2 separate regions of the Mus musculus genome follow, and region 1 is linked to region 2. A link is a contact called in public Hi-C data. All regions are on one chromosome and are shown on one strand. Each heading gives the region's core, a stretch centred on a gene start, on an enhancer-like site or on the middle of the called end of the contact. The rest is flanking DNA. Distances are from core to core; before and after follow the strand shown.

Region 1 (6,912 bases), core at 2,697-5,196, 74 kb before region 2:
ACAGGAACAAGATTTAGAGTTCAAGACCAACATGGGCTAGAATGCTAAGACACTCTCTAGAAAAGAGGAAGAGGAAGAATTACCATCATCATCTTCTTCTTCTTCATCAGCATCATCATCATTCCTGGTTGTCTGCTTTGAGTCCCTACCCGTCCCACAGTTCCGGAACATCCGTGGTGTCCAGAAGAGCCTGAAAGCAGCTTTTTGTGGTTACACTGTCTTCTCCAGCTCCCTCTGGTCCCTCTGGCACACCCTGTTTTGTTTCACTTGCTCGGCAGACTCCCAGGGCATCTCCTGCCTCGGGACCATCAGATCAAGCCCCTGCTCTGAGGAAGCTCAACAGAAGAAGGAGGCCCTTTAACAACCATTTCCCCGGAAAGGCCAGCACTCCAGGGTACAATGGCATAGTCCCAGAGGCTCTGTATTCTTCTGGAAAGTCACCAGGGATCAAAGTCTGTGATGTCACTGCCGAGCCTTAAAAATGCAGCAGATGCCAATGCCTAGGACTAGAGGGACAGGGACCGGCAGATGACTCCAGACAGGCAACAAGGGGCTGCTACAGAACCCCATGCAGCATGCACCACGGAGGGATAGGTGGCAGGTGGATCATGACTGCCCTTGAGCTTGGAGCCCCATGTGTAGGTGAGCAGATGGGACAGGGTCCACCCACAGAGAACAGGACTGTGGGAATGGTGGTGGGTGCAGGTAGTGATGGCTAATTTGGTCTGGAAATGCCCGTGGACTGTCTACTGGGGCATGCCCAGTTAAGGTGAAGGATCTTGATGCATAGATAGAAATTTGGGGATCAAAACCTGGCCATGAAAACCGAACAGGAAAATAGGATTGCTGAACACAGAGATGACAGGCATCAACATTTATGAAGCAGGTTCTGGAAAGATGAGGGAGGCTCAGAGATGTGGTAGAGGCAGGAGGATGTCCCATCTGGAAGCCACGTCAGGAAAGAACATGGAGGAGGGAGAGGCCAGTGAGGAAGCAGGAGAATTCAGAGTGAGCAGAGCTTGGTAGCTAGCCGGGATCCAGGTCTCTCCTTCACTTCATATACAGCCTTAGACAAGGTGAGTGGCCTCTGAGCCTGGCTTGCCTCCATGAAGAAAAGTTACAGCCCTAGTGCCTACCTCCTAGGGTAACTGCCATCACGGAGCTCAGTGGACAAGGCTGCAGATCTGTGTGAATACCCTGGTGAGTTGTGAAGTCCTCAGGAAGTGGCCTGGACCCAGAGAGAACAAGACATCACTTGGTGAGGTTCCAGGGAGCAAAGGCTGAGCACTCCAGGACATAACAGAGGCCGAGAGGGTGGCCACAGGAGTCCTTAGGGAACAAAATCCCCCGCCATAGCTGCACTGTACATATAGTTGGGCAGTGCAGACATAGATACTTGCCACCACCCCAAGGGAATAAACCACTGAGTGAGGAGCTGAAGGATAGATACACGGAAGAACTGCCAGGAAGAGGGAGCAACCTGAGTGGAGGCCTAGTGAGAGAGAAGGCTGGCTGTTACAGGGACCAGAAGGTCCCTGCCGCCCTCAGGTGCCAAGCTCAAGGGTAACCGATCCCAGGAATGGACAGCAACCACAGGTACGGCCCGCACTGAACATCACAAACACGAGAATGTGATCATTAGGTGATTATGTTTTTAAGGCCCAAATTGTTTCACTTGTTTCCCTGCCAGCTTTCATTGGGCCATCAGTCATTCCGCACACAGATAACATTTCTTATGTACATTGACAGAATAAATTACATGGTCCTCATCCAGCAAATCAACGTTACAGGGGAACATTATCTTCTGCACGGCGGTGCCTGGGCACACCATAAATCCTAACCAGGTTTATTACATCTGTCTTGTCATACACTCATTTTATTGAGAAGTAAGGTTTTTTTTCCAGATTAATAATCACATTAATAGATGAGATTCTTTTTGGAGAATTGTTTTCTTGGGGGGAGCCTAAGGAAGAGCGGTCTGGCTTCTGAGCAGTTGTCCCACGGAAGGCTGACCTTGTCATCCTGACAGTGTCCTTCAGAACTGGGAACCAGGAATTCCTCCTGACTCACTGGGAGGACTCTAGGTCAGCCATTGATTCCCCCCCCCCCCAACCCCATGCCATTTCCCAGATCTTTCTAAATGTCAAATTCTAAAGCTTTCAATGTGGTGTCAAAGATGTATCATTACACTGAACCAATCCAATGAATGTTTGATAGGCAACTATCATGCAAACCAGTGAGAGAACTGACTCACAGAAGACTGAGAGCAAGTTTTCCTGAGTCAGGCTTTCTGCCTCCCTGCCTGCCTGCCTGCCTGCCTGCCTGCCTGCCTGCCTGCCTGCCCTATAGATGGCTTGCTAGCTCTGCACTTCTTTTTCATTTTTGTGTTAAATGATCTGATTGGACCAGACCGAGGTTGGAAAACTACAGCTGGCTTGCAAGGTAAATCCAGCTATGGCATGATTTAGGAAGTGAGACTGTAGCACAGCCCAGCCCATTTGTGAAGCCGAGATGTGTGGCTGTGAAGAAGACTCTACCCTGCAAAGCCTATCATATTTAATCCCCAGACCTCTATAGCAAATATTTGCTGGCCTCTGATCCAGATAAACTCTAGGTGAACGAGTTTTGAGCAAAGCTATAGGATGGCACTCAAGTGCACACTGTGGTATTGATTGGAGCCCACTGTGTCAAATTCATTCCTGGAAACACCTTATTTCATTCTTGCAAGGTCTCAGTGGCAAGAGTCTACCCTGGAGGTTCTAGCGCCCATCCACAGGCAAAGACAAGGTGGGAACTCTGCTCCTGTTTGGCACCAATTTATTACATCTCTGGACACTGTGCCGGATCAAGATGCTAATTGGTGAGTGCCAGGGAAACAGGGATACCTCTCAGGGGACCCATCGTTTGGCATGTAGAATGCTGAAGAGCAGAGAGAAAGAGGAAAAATGAAGACGAGAAAGGGTATGCTGTGTTTAACCTTGCTGGACCTGGTGAGAATGTGATCCCACTGTCTACTGCCCTGTCTCACAGTGGGCGTTTTCTCTCTTAAGCCTTATTTGCCAAACTCTACAGTTAGTTGGTTCTACAGTTGGTTCCGATTCAACAGATGGAGGAGCAAAGTCCAGAGTGACAGATGCCAGACCCAAGGCACACGATGGATAAGCAGTATTCCCTCTTTGTGTGTGTCTGCAGTGAATTCTTTCAGCTACAGACTGGCTGTCCTGGGCTGAGAGAGAGAGAGATGAATGGTGGGATGCTTTGGGGCTTGGTATCAGATCCACCCATGGGTACCAGAGTGTCTGAAATCCAAGAGAAGACAAACCCTGGGCAGGTAGGAGTGTCAAAGTTCCTGCCCTAAGCTGTCGGGATCATCTCTTGGCCCTTTCCTGATGCAGTCAGCCACCTGCCTGAACAAAGCAGTCCTCTCAGCCAGAGAAAGAGCTAAGGACACACACACACACACACACACACACACACGCACACGCACACGCACACACACACACACACACACACACACGCACGCACGCGCGCACACACACACATACCCCATACCTCACACCCCCATCCAGCCCTACTCTGTGGGTTCCTCCCACACAGCTCTCCTGTCCCCTCCCACAGGGTTCTCCAGATCCTTCCCACCTGACTCTTCTGGCCCTTCACAGGGCCTTCCTGATTTCTAGTCCCTCAGTGCCTGCTCTCTGTCCTCACAGAGACATCTCACAGATCACCAGACAGCCCCGCCCCAACCCCCTGCATAGCCTAACTCCTCTTTTTTTCCTGGAAGCCTGTTCCTCAGACCAACCAAGGCAGCCCCATCCTCACAGAAGCTTGGCAGCCAGCACCGACGTAAGCCTGGACACATTTCTCTCTCTCCTTCAACATCTAATCTATTAGCTTTCAAACTCGTAACTGGATCCCATCGCTTCCTCTCACTTCTGCTGCTACCAACCTGGCCCTAGGCCACCGTCAGCTCTGACTCCAGCTGGTCGGCCTGCCTGTCTCACTGCTGACACCAGGCAAGAGGATCTGTGGGAAAGGCTGCTTGTTTGTTCAAAATGTGTCAACCCCTCATTTTCTACTAGGCTAGAACCAAACTGCACGATGATCAAAAATGTCCCCACGGCCCTGCTACCACAGCCCCAGCCACAGAGCTCTCCTCTCTCTCCCCCACCACCTTGCTGGGTCCCAGAGCCCGTAACCTCCCTCTCAGCCTCAGGAGAAACATGACCCCTAGCTGACATCCTGAACCACCTTGCAGCCTAGACCCTCTGGGCCTTCCCAGCCAGGCGTGCTCTTCAGTAGGATATCCAGGGACCCTGGCAGGTTTGCTGCAAAATCCACAACCTCGGTGAATCGTGCCCCAAATTCCAACTTGTATTTCACGTTCTCCGTTCCCACTTCCCTGCCTGATTTTCCTCCTTATTGGTGGCTCTCGGCTTGCTCACTGGTCCACTATCAGTTTGGCTGCTCACTAAGATGTAAGCTTTACACAGGTGGGATTTTTCATCTGTTTAACTCATGGCTTTATTTCAGGAACCAGTTCATAGCCCCCGACATGTAGTATGCACTCAGTATGAAATTGCTATGCGAAGGTTTAAGAACTTATTTATTTATGTGTGTGTGTCCATATGAGTATGAGGGTCATGGGCACAGATGTACATGTCTGAGCCTGCACACAGACACCGGTAGAGGCACCAGGTGTCCTTTCATTATTCCCCACTGGTCCAGGGTCTCTTCTTGAACCCGAAGCTTAGGTCTCAGCCAGGCTGGAGGTTGGCAAGCACCATGAGTCCTCCTGTCTCCACCCACTAGCTAGGCACTGTGGTTATAGGCATTGGTGGAGAATGTCCAGCTCAGAACCGAACTCTAGTTCTCAAGATTAACGGAGCAAGCACTCTAAACTGTTGAGCCAGCTCTCTAGCCCCTACATAAAGGTCTAACCCATTTTTATGCTGTTCCTCTACATGGAAAGAGAGGCTATTTGATCAAACTCTGCACACATCCCACCATTTCTTCCTCATATGTGAAAGGCAGGTGATGCTGGTCCCTTACTCACAGGTATTGTTAGGAATGATTGACAGCCCAGAATAAGGCCAACGAAATGGGATGTGCCTGGCTTTGTCTGCAGAGTCTGACTTACACAGCTGGACCACAAGCTAAGTTCCCTTGAGTGTGAGACTGAAAGCAAGGTGAAGGAGCTTGGCTTTATCACTCACTGACAATGACTCTTAGGAAAGATCCTATTTCTCCTGGTACCCAGGTTACCTATCTGGAAGGTGGCTACAGTTGAACTGAGTGTGGCATTGTTTTAGGACAACTGAAGGAGATAAAGGCCAAGGATGCTCGGCCTGAGACTTAGACCATTTGCATGCAGGTAATGTTGAGGCTAACGAAGAAGAAACTTACCCAAGAGTACACCTGGGAAAGAGGCCCTGGTCTGGGCTTGCCTTCTCTGCTCCCTGGCCTCCTAGTGGTTCAGAGCAGCCCAGGCCTGAGCAGGTAATATGTGTAATAGTCTGTCTGTCTCTCTCTGGTTTTTTTCATCTCTTTTTAGCATGAAAACCTGCCCTAGCGCCTCTCATTATCCACTTCATCAGTCTCAAACCGTCAGCTAATTGCACTCCCCAGTGGCCCCTCCCTCTTGCCTCTTCATAGAGCTCAACAGAGCACAGCTGCCTCCATATTTGGGGCTCCACTGGGGAATTACAAACAAAATGAAGCTGGCAGTGCCCTAGTGCCTTCCCTAGGCTCCTTTTCTCCACTGACCCTGTTTGTATCTACGTCCCCACCCCCAGGGGTGTGGATGCAGGACAGCCCAGGAAGAAGGGCTGCCTGGAGATGCAAGATTCCGTGGCTGGCTGATGGTTGCTAAGTCTGTAGCCCTTGCAAAAGTGAAACTCAGGAGGTTTGTTTGACCCTCACTCTGCCTCTCTGCAAGAGATCACTTTCCAGAGCTCAGTTCAGATTATGGCCAGGAACACAACAGAGGTCTCACCAGAGAAGAGGAGAGATTGGCTCCTGGGACAGCGGGGATTTTGGGTGTGGGCTACAGCACAGTTAGAAGACTTGGGTGGAACACTTGGGTCTGCGTATCCCGTATCCCAGCTGATGCTTAGTCATGCACGGGGCAAGGCTGGGCGGCTTCTCTAGAGTGCCTGGTGGGAGAGCCGAGCTGCAGTATTAGAAATCACACAGTTCTGAGTGATGGTGGTGCCATAGAAGAGGGGAGAGCTTACTGAACACCTGCATTCAGCAGAGACACCCGAGGGGAAACCCCTCTGCACCCACCTATAAAGCCCCAAACCAACCCATGACAGAACCAAGCTGACTCATTAATGAATTGCTGTCCAGAGAGAAAAATCCTCTTCAAAATAAGTCAACAGAACTCTAGATCCCAAGGCTGTATCTGCGCTATCCAGCATATACTTTTTGAAGTTTTTTTTTTAATACAAATCATTGTGGGGTTGTACTGATATCTAGGACCCCAGCACTCAGGAGGCTGAAACAAGAACTTGAATTTGAAGCTAGCCTGAGCTACATAGCAAGACCCTATCTCAAAAACAAAATTAAAACACAAAGCAGCACAATAGAATCCATAACCAAGAAAAAAAATCAAAAGAAAGAGACCTAGAGATGACGACAGAGGTGTAGGACACAGAAGTAAAATACTTCAAAGCATTTCCTGGAAATATGCCCAAAGATTGAAGGAAGAATATATATGCTGTGAATGAACCAATGGGAAGCCCAAAGGGGAAAATGGAATGTGTAAAAAAAAAAAAGAATCAGATAGGAATGATAAATGGAAACAGAAAAAATTAATATTAAACAGGAAGCTAAAAAAAAAAGTTTGGTGAGTTGGAAAACAGAGCCCTTGAAATCATGACAACTGAAGGTCCTAGGAGAAACTCTAAT
Region 2 (6,763 bases), core at 3,243-5,742:
ATCTGTTTCTCACCAGGTTTCAGTGGAGTGGCAGTCACCCACCCTCTCCAGTGTCAGTGGATGTGTGGGACCAGCTTCTGGTGAGGCTGCAGGAACAGCCAGACAGTGTCAGTGGGTCAGCAGGGTCTCCTTAGATGCCGCCCTGATGAAAAAGAAGCCTGAGAGTATGGTGATGGGGCCACTGGAGAACTATGCTTTGTAGAGAGAGGGATCCCATAGGCCTGAAACACCATATTCAGTTTCCCAATGGAGCAGGCATCTCCAAGGAAACACAGGCAGAGGCACAGTCCCCAGCCAACTCCTTTAGTGGCCCATGGAGGCAGAAGCTGGCAGAGAGGGAAAGACATAGGAGGGGCCATTTCTTGGTTGAGACCTTCAGCTGAGCTATCCCTTCTGGTATGACAAGACATTTTAGAAACTACTCATGGGCCAACACAGCCAGACTAGGGAAATGTTACCCAGAGATGGCAGAGTGAAGGTCCTTCGGGGTCTGCATCTCCCGGTATTACCACTAAGGGCTGAAGGTACAGGCAGGACGGAATAGTCTTATGGCTCAGAACTGGCACCTATGCCACTTGGGGAATGGCAGTACCACTCAAGATGGCAGCTCTGGGCCTCAGTGGTTATGACATCCTGAGAGTTGCACTGGCTTTGACTGGGACTTGGGATCCTAACCAGCTCCTCTTCTGGTTTCTTGGGGGAACACAATATGGGGGAGGGGAGTGTGGTCTGTGAGACCTCCACTGCTGGCCACTTCAGCAGGTCTCTGGTTGCCTCCATGGCCTCAATACCATTCAGAAAGATATATTCATGTGGCTACTGAAAACAGCCTAGGTCCAGGTCAGCCCGACTGCTCCTCAGCTGAGTGGCCTCTGGAAGAATCAGGGTGCCCCCTTTGGGTGGCCAATCAAGAGGACTGTACAAGGTTGTCAAAGTGAAGCCCTTAAATCAGAGCCAGGTCCAAAGGTGGAGCTCAGTCCGTGGTAGCAGCGGTCACCACTGTCATGCAAGAACTGTTGTGATGTCACACCACAGAGAGAGACAGAAACACAGAGACAGAGACAGAGAGATATGCATGCTCTCACAGTGAGGTCCAGGGGAGCAAGGATCTGTCCAGAGATGCCCTAAGGGAACTCAGCATCCTGTTTGGCCCTTTCTCTGAAGCATTTCCTCAGATGCCGCAGCCATCAGGAAGCCAAGTCTACTGTTGGCTGGCTCAGCTGCTTGGAATGCTCAGTACCCCTCCTGCCTCAGGCAGCCTCACAGCTCAGAGCCCCTCAGGAATCTTAGATATCAAGTCTGGCCTTAGATTCGGTCTTCACACGAAGTCCCTGCCCTTTCTAAAGGCAGGGTCTCACAACGTATCCCAGGATGGCCTCCAGTTCTTTACGTTGCCAAGGACGAATTTGAACTTCTGATTCTCTTGCCTCTGCCTCTAGAGTGCTGAGATTTCAGGTGTGTGAGTACTAAAGCTCCCAGTTTAAGTAGTTCTGGGGATCAAACCCAGAGCTCCATGCATCTAGGTACTCTATCAACTGAGCAACATCTCTAGCCTCCCCATCCCCATCTGCTTCTTATAACAGCCTCAGGTTTATAGGAAAATTAGCAAAGATAGGCTGTGTTCCCATGTTCTGCACACTGGGTAACCGCAGTTATGTAATCCATTGGTACATTGTTACAGTCACCGGACTGATCGACAAACTGTTACCAAATCATATCCATCCACGGCTTATTCCAGTTTCCTTGGTTTCCCCTACTGTTCCATTTTTTTTTTCCTTCAAAATCACACTTACTCATTGGATTCTCATGTCTTCTCAGGTTCCTCCTGGCTCTGGCAGTTTCTTGGACTGTCCTGGCTAATTTTATGTCAGCTTGACACAAGCTAGAATCATGAGGAGGGAGAAAATTGAGAACCAGTCTCCATAAGATCAAGCTAGAGGCAATCTTGTAGAGCATTTTCTTAATTAGTGATTGATGGGAGAGGACCCAGCCCACTGTGAATGGCACCACCCCAGGGCTGGTGATCCTAGGCTCTATAAACAGGGCAGGCTGAGCTGGGCAGTGGTGGCGCACGCCTTTAATCCCAGCACTCGGGAGGCAGAGGCAGGTGGATTTCTGAGTTCGAGGCCAGCCTGATCTACAAAGTGAGTTCCAGGACAGCCAGAGCTATACAGAGAAACCGTGTCTCGAAAAAACAAAAACAAACAAAAGAAGGCAGGCTGAGCAAGCCAGTAAGCAGCACCCCTCTGTAGCTTCTGTATCAGGTCCCTGCCCTGGTTGTCTTCTGTCCTGACTTCCTCCAGTGACAGACTACAAATGTAGAAGCATAAGCCAGATAAACCCTCTCTCCTCCAACTTGCTTTTGGTCATGGTGGTTCATCCCAGAAATATAGACCCTAACTAAGGAGTGGACCTTTCCGTTTTTGTTAATTTGTTCTTCAACAATTTTGTATGTGTATATAATACATTCTGGTCGCATTCACCTCTCATTCTCCTCCTGCCCCCACCAGCCCTCCCCTACCCAGCACTTCTCCACTGGGACGAAGTCTTGCCTTGCATCCCAAAGGCCACTCTGCACTTTCCTAGCACCCGAAGCCCCAGCCTTGTTCCTCCTCTGCTCACTTCTCATCTTCTCCCTGCCCCATCCCTGCCTCAATCCCTGCTGTGCCTCCCTGAGAACAAGGCTGAAACCAGGCTCAAAGCAGAACCAGAAGCCTCCTTCCTTGACTTGGGTGTGGTGGTGCACGCCTTTAATCCCAGCACTCGGAAGGCAGAGGCAGGCGGATTTCTGGGTTCGAGGCCAGCCTGGTTTACAGAGACTTGGATGCTTTTTCCCCCCACCAGAACCTCAGTTTCACCATCTGTGGGATGGACCTAAGTACCTCCATCTGCCAGCCACTGGAATCAAATGAGCTCTCAACTGTCCCTAGTGGATACAACTCCTCAAAGTCTCAGCCTTGTAAACCCAGGTCTTCCCTGCCTCCCTGATGTGCCCAGGCTGTGCAGGAGTTGACTCTGTACACATCAGGGCCAGGGTTCACAGCCAGCATGCATAGCTGTTTTAGGAGTGGTGAGAGAGAGCTGCAAGGGAGGTGACCTCTGAGACCCAATGGAGAAGTCCTAATCCCTTGTGGCATAACAAGAATGAACCCCAAGTCAGGGCCACCAATACCCAATGTGGCAAACCTGAGGCTCTGCCTCCTCCTCTTCCCTCCTCCTCTTCCTCCTCACTCTCCCCTTGGGAAGCCCTGAGCTGCTGCCACCACCCAAGATCAACAGAGGGCTGCCACCACCTGGAGTTCTAGGCACCTCCAGGCTGAGCTGCTGTTGTCAGTGCCAACTCCAAGGGACCTAGGCAGTTCCTCTGCCAGAGTGGGAGGAGCAGAATGGGAGGGTCTGTGCTGGAACTATATCTCCTAGTGTGATCTCAGGCAAGTGCCTATACTCCTCAGCCTCAGTTTCCCCAACTGGAAAAGGACAAATGTTCGGATGTACATTTATGTGGCTATAGTCACATATGTGCTTTATGGGGGAGGGGAGCTGGCTTGGGTTCAGACTTCATGGCAGTGTTCAGAAGGTGTAGGCAGGAAGTGACCACCTGGGACAGGTCACAATAGAAACGTTTGCTTAGCACAGTCCCTGGGCCACCCACCGTGACTACCCAGTAGATGCTGAGACCTAATCCTTTCACCTGACAGGGAGGACCACTAAAGACCACTTCATACCCACGTGTTCTATTTTACCTGAATGGAGACGGCCAGAAGCTGAACTTGGGGACTCCTGTTCCCAAGAATAGCAAGAATTTGGGTCACCCTATAGAAACCTTGGCAACCACCTTCCAAACCTTGGGGTGAGGAGAGCCACTGCTTACCACCTAAGGAAACTCCTTCTCCATCACCGTGGGGTTCCAGAGGTCAGCGCCCCCAAGGGCTCCCTCTCAGATGCCAGCCTCAAGAAAGGATGCCCTGGAATGGGGCCTTCACCCCACGATCTGGGCACAGCTCTGAGCTACTCTCCACCAGCAGGGCTCCCCACAATGGAAACGACCCCCCCCCAGCCACAGCTGCACCCCAGCCCCTGGATCCTCTTCATCCTCACCGCCCTCCAGGATCTGACACAGCCTCCCTGATTGCTAATTTAGACTTCCCTGCCGTCCCACGCAGGGGAATCAGGGGAAATCAAATTACCGAGTTATTCACTCTTTTTTGTACAGCTGATGGGCTGATTAGCTGTCAATCAGAGCCAACATTAACATCTGACACTGTGTGCATAACAATTACCAGTCACATTAAGGAAACCTTCCCTTTCTTTCTCTACCAGGAGCGGTGGGGAGAGACAGGAGAGGAGGCGGCAGACGAGGCTCCGAAGGGAGAGGGAGGAAATTCAATCAGCATAATTAGCTCAATCAGAAGAGAACATCACTTCACCAGCTGAGCGGAGCCACTGAGGCTGCCAAAGGCCTCGGGCTGACCAGCTGCTCCCGAGCCTCTGCACTCCCTGCCCTCCAGCCAGGGCCTGGCTTGCCTGCAGCCTCCGAGTTGGCCTCGGGCCCTGCCATCAGTCAACTGTTTGGCTCCGCCTTACATTTGCTTTGCTCCAATCAATTGAACGCATTCTCGCCTGCCTCTCTCGGATTGGCTCTGACCTTGGAGTATATATGGCTCCAGTGTTGGTGCTGGGAAAGACAGGGACACTTGACAGTCCTGAGTATCCAGTTAGTCGAAACCATCTTGACAATCTTCCGTTTCAGTTTCCCCACCTGTGAAACGAAGCTGTCTACATTGGTGTCTTGACTCTGTCCAGCAGCATCAGCCAGAAGGCTGTGGCGAAGCAGCCGCGCTCTCCCACTCTGTCCCCTCACTGACTCCTGTGGCTGAAGCGATAAACCAGGGCCATTCAAAGAGCCAAGCCTGAGCCTAGACCCACAGGCTGTGCTTGTGCCCAGGCAAGGGGCCACCTTGCTTGTTTGCTTTCCTGTCACCAAAAACATCTCAGCCTCCTTACTCAGCTCTGCCCTGTGAGCAAACCCAAATGGTGATCTCCGATGGCACTGTGACAACTGCTGGGAGTGAGGGGGCAGGGACAGAGAGGGACCTGAACTGCCCTGGGGCTAGGATGGGGAGGATGACGACCAGATTTCTGACTCTGAGATATTTTTATTTCTTTTTTATGTGTTTTCTTTTTAGTTTGTGTGTATGTGCACGCACATGTGTGTGCATGTTGTGCATGCTGTGCATGTGTGCATGTGAGAGAGAATAATCTTAAGTATTAGTCCTCAAATTCTCCTTTTAAAAAGAAACAAGTATCTCTTTTTGTTCACTGCTGTGTAGCCAAGCTGGCTGGCCTAGCAGCTTCAGCCGGTTATGTCTCTGCCCCACCCGCTTTCGCCTGAGGAGTGCTGGGACTGCAGACACGCATATGCACGCTGGTTTCCAGTATTTCCAGGAGTCCATCAGTTACCTGGGTCCTCACATTTGCAAGCAGCACTGTGTTCAGAGAGGCACGCCCAGCTCAGCCTTCTGAGTTCTTAATCCAGAGTCCTGGGCTGTGCTGGATGCCACAACCTGATACCTCAGAACAAGCAGTGTAATCTCTAGACTCCATCATCCCACAGCTGCGAGGATGCTATCCAAGAACAAGATGTAGGTTTGCTTCCAGGGATTGGCCAGCGTTTCTGTGTGCTTATATAGCCTTTCCTCTGCTTATATGCACGCACACATACACACACAAACACAAACACACACACACACACACACACACACACACACACACACCCTGCCCAGTGCCCTAATCCTTTCTTTTAATAACACTAGTCCAATTGGATTAGGACCCCCAACATTCACCTACTTAAGACCCTATGTGAAAAGAGAGGCTCACTCTGACACACTAGAGATTGGAATTCTGGTTTATTAAATGGGGGAAGAGGGAGGGGAATCGGGCATAACACCTAGAGATGAGATAATAGCCATTGGTTTTACCAGCTACTATGTATGATGCTAACTTTCCTGAAGGTGCAGAGCTGTGAGTTTGCTAAGGGCTCATTTACATCCTCCAGATTGGAACAGAAGCTTGAGGAAGGTGCTAGTCTGATCTCAACTCTATAAATGGGGAAAGTGGGGTACAAGGGAGTGAGTGAGCTAACCTGCCCTGTATATACTGAGGATTGGTATCCCAGTGCCAGTCTCCACCTCACTACCTATATCATGTGTATGATATGATATGATATGATTGATATCATGGTCTAGGAGATTTTTGGCAGCCCTAACATGGTCAGTCTTGCCTGACCCAGCATCAATGCATCTCCTGGTGTCCAAAGCCCTGAAGCCTCCAGTCCGAGGCCATCTCAGGCAACCTCAATACACCACGTCAGCAGCTCTCATGCAGCCTAGGCAAACCAAGACAGCAGCTCAGCATCCAGAAGGGCCGTGATGTGAATGCCATGGAACACGAACTCAGCCTGGCGCTGTACACCAGGCCAGAAGAACACATGTCATTAAGGGACCATTGGAATTTTCCCTACACCCCAGCAGAACTTGCCAGACACTCCCTAACTAGGTACAACCAGGGCCACTCTGGATCCTAACTGATCCTCTGTGGGGCTCCTAAAACAATTGGTGTGCTCACTGAGTCCATGTTGGTGTGTCAGGAACTGGTGGGAGAACTTTCTAGAAGGAATTCCTAAAGCAGATGGACTAGTAATCTAGTGGGTGTAGACAGATAATGACCAAGTATGGAATAAAGAAATATGTGGCAGATGGTGATC

What was found. Hi-C and Micro-C count contacts between places; a contact is called where the count stands out from the background.
Region 1: a contact with region 2 is called in a Hi-C map of the N1E-115 cell line, with 2.2 times the contacts expected there. The contact joins two enhancer-like sites. A contact is called at or near these places in 1 of 39 promoter capture datasets (hippocampal neurons), 2 of 484 Hi-C or Micro-C datasets (the N1E-115 cell line and olfactory sensory neurons) and 4 of 115 datasets of contacts at active chromatin or transcription factors (SST interneurons, VIP interneurons and embryonic stem cells).

Annotation. Positions count from the first base shown.
Region 1 is chr4:125,353,680-125,360,591 of GRCm38.p6, reverse strand. No RefSeq gene overlaps it. Among named protein-coding and RNA genes, the nearest start is that of Gm40247, 25 kb to the left of the region's middle. Within about 2 kb of position 3,946, at least 11 of the 459 cell types and tissues checked have an H3K27ac peak or open chromatin away from gene starts, as enhancers often do. A contact at or near this core is called in the N1E-115 cell line and hippocampal neurons, where this site is marked.
Region 2 is chr4:125,280,445-125,287,207 of GRCm38.p6, reverse strand. All of the region lies in intron 4 of Gm32611 (a long non-coding RNA gene), which reads right to left. Among named protein-coding and RNA genes, the nearest start is that of Gm46869, 6.7 kb to the left of the region's middle. Within about 2 kb of position 4,492, at least 87 of the 459 cell types and tissues checked have an H3K27ac peak or open chromatin away from gene starts, as enhancers often do. A contact at or near this core is called in the N1E-115 cell line and hippocampal neurons, where this site is marked.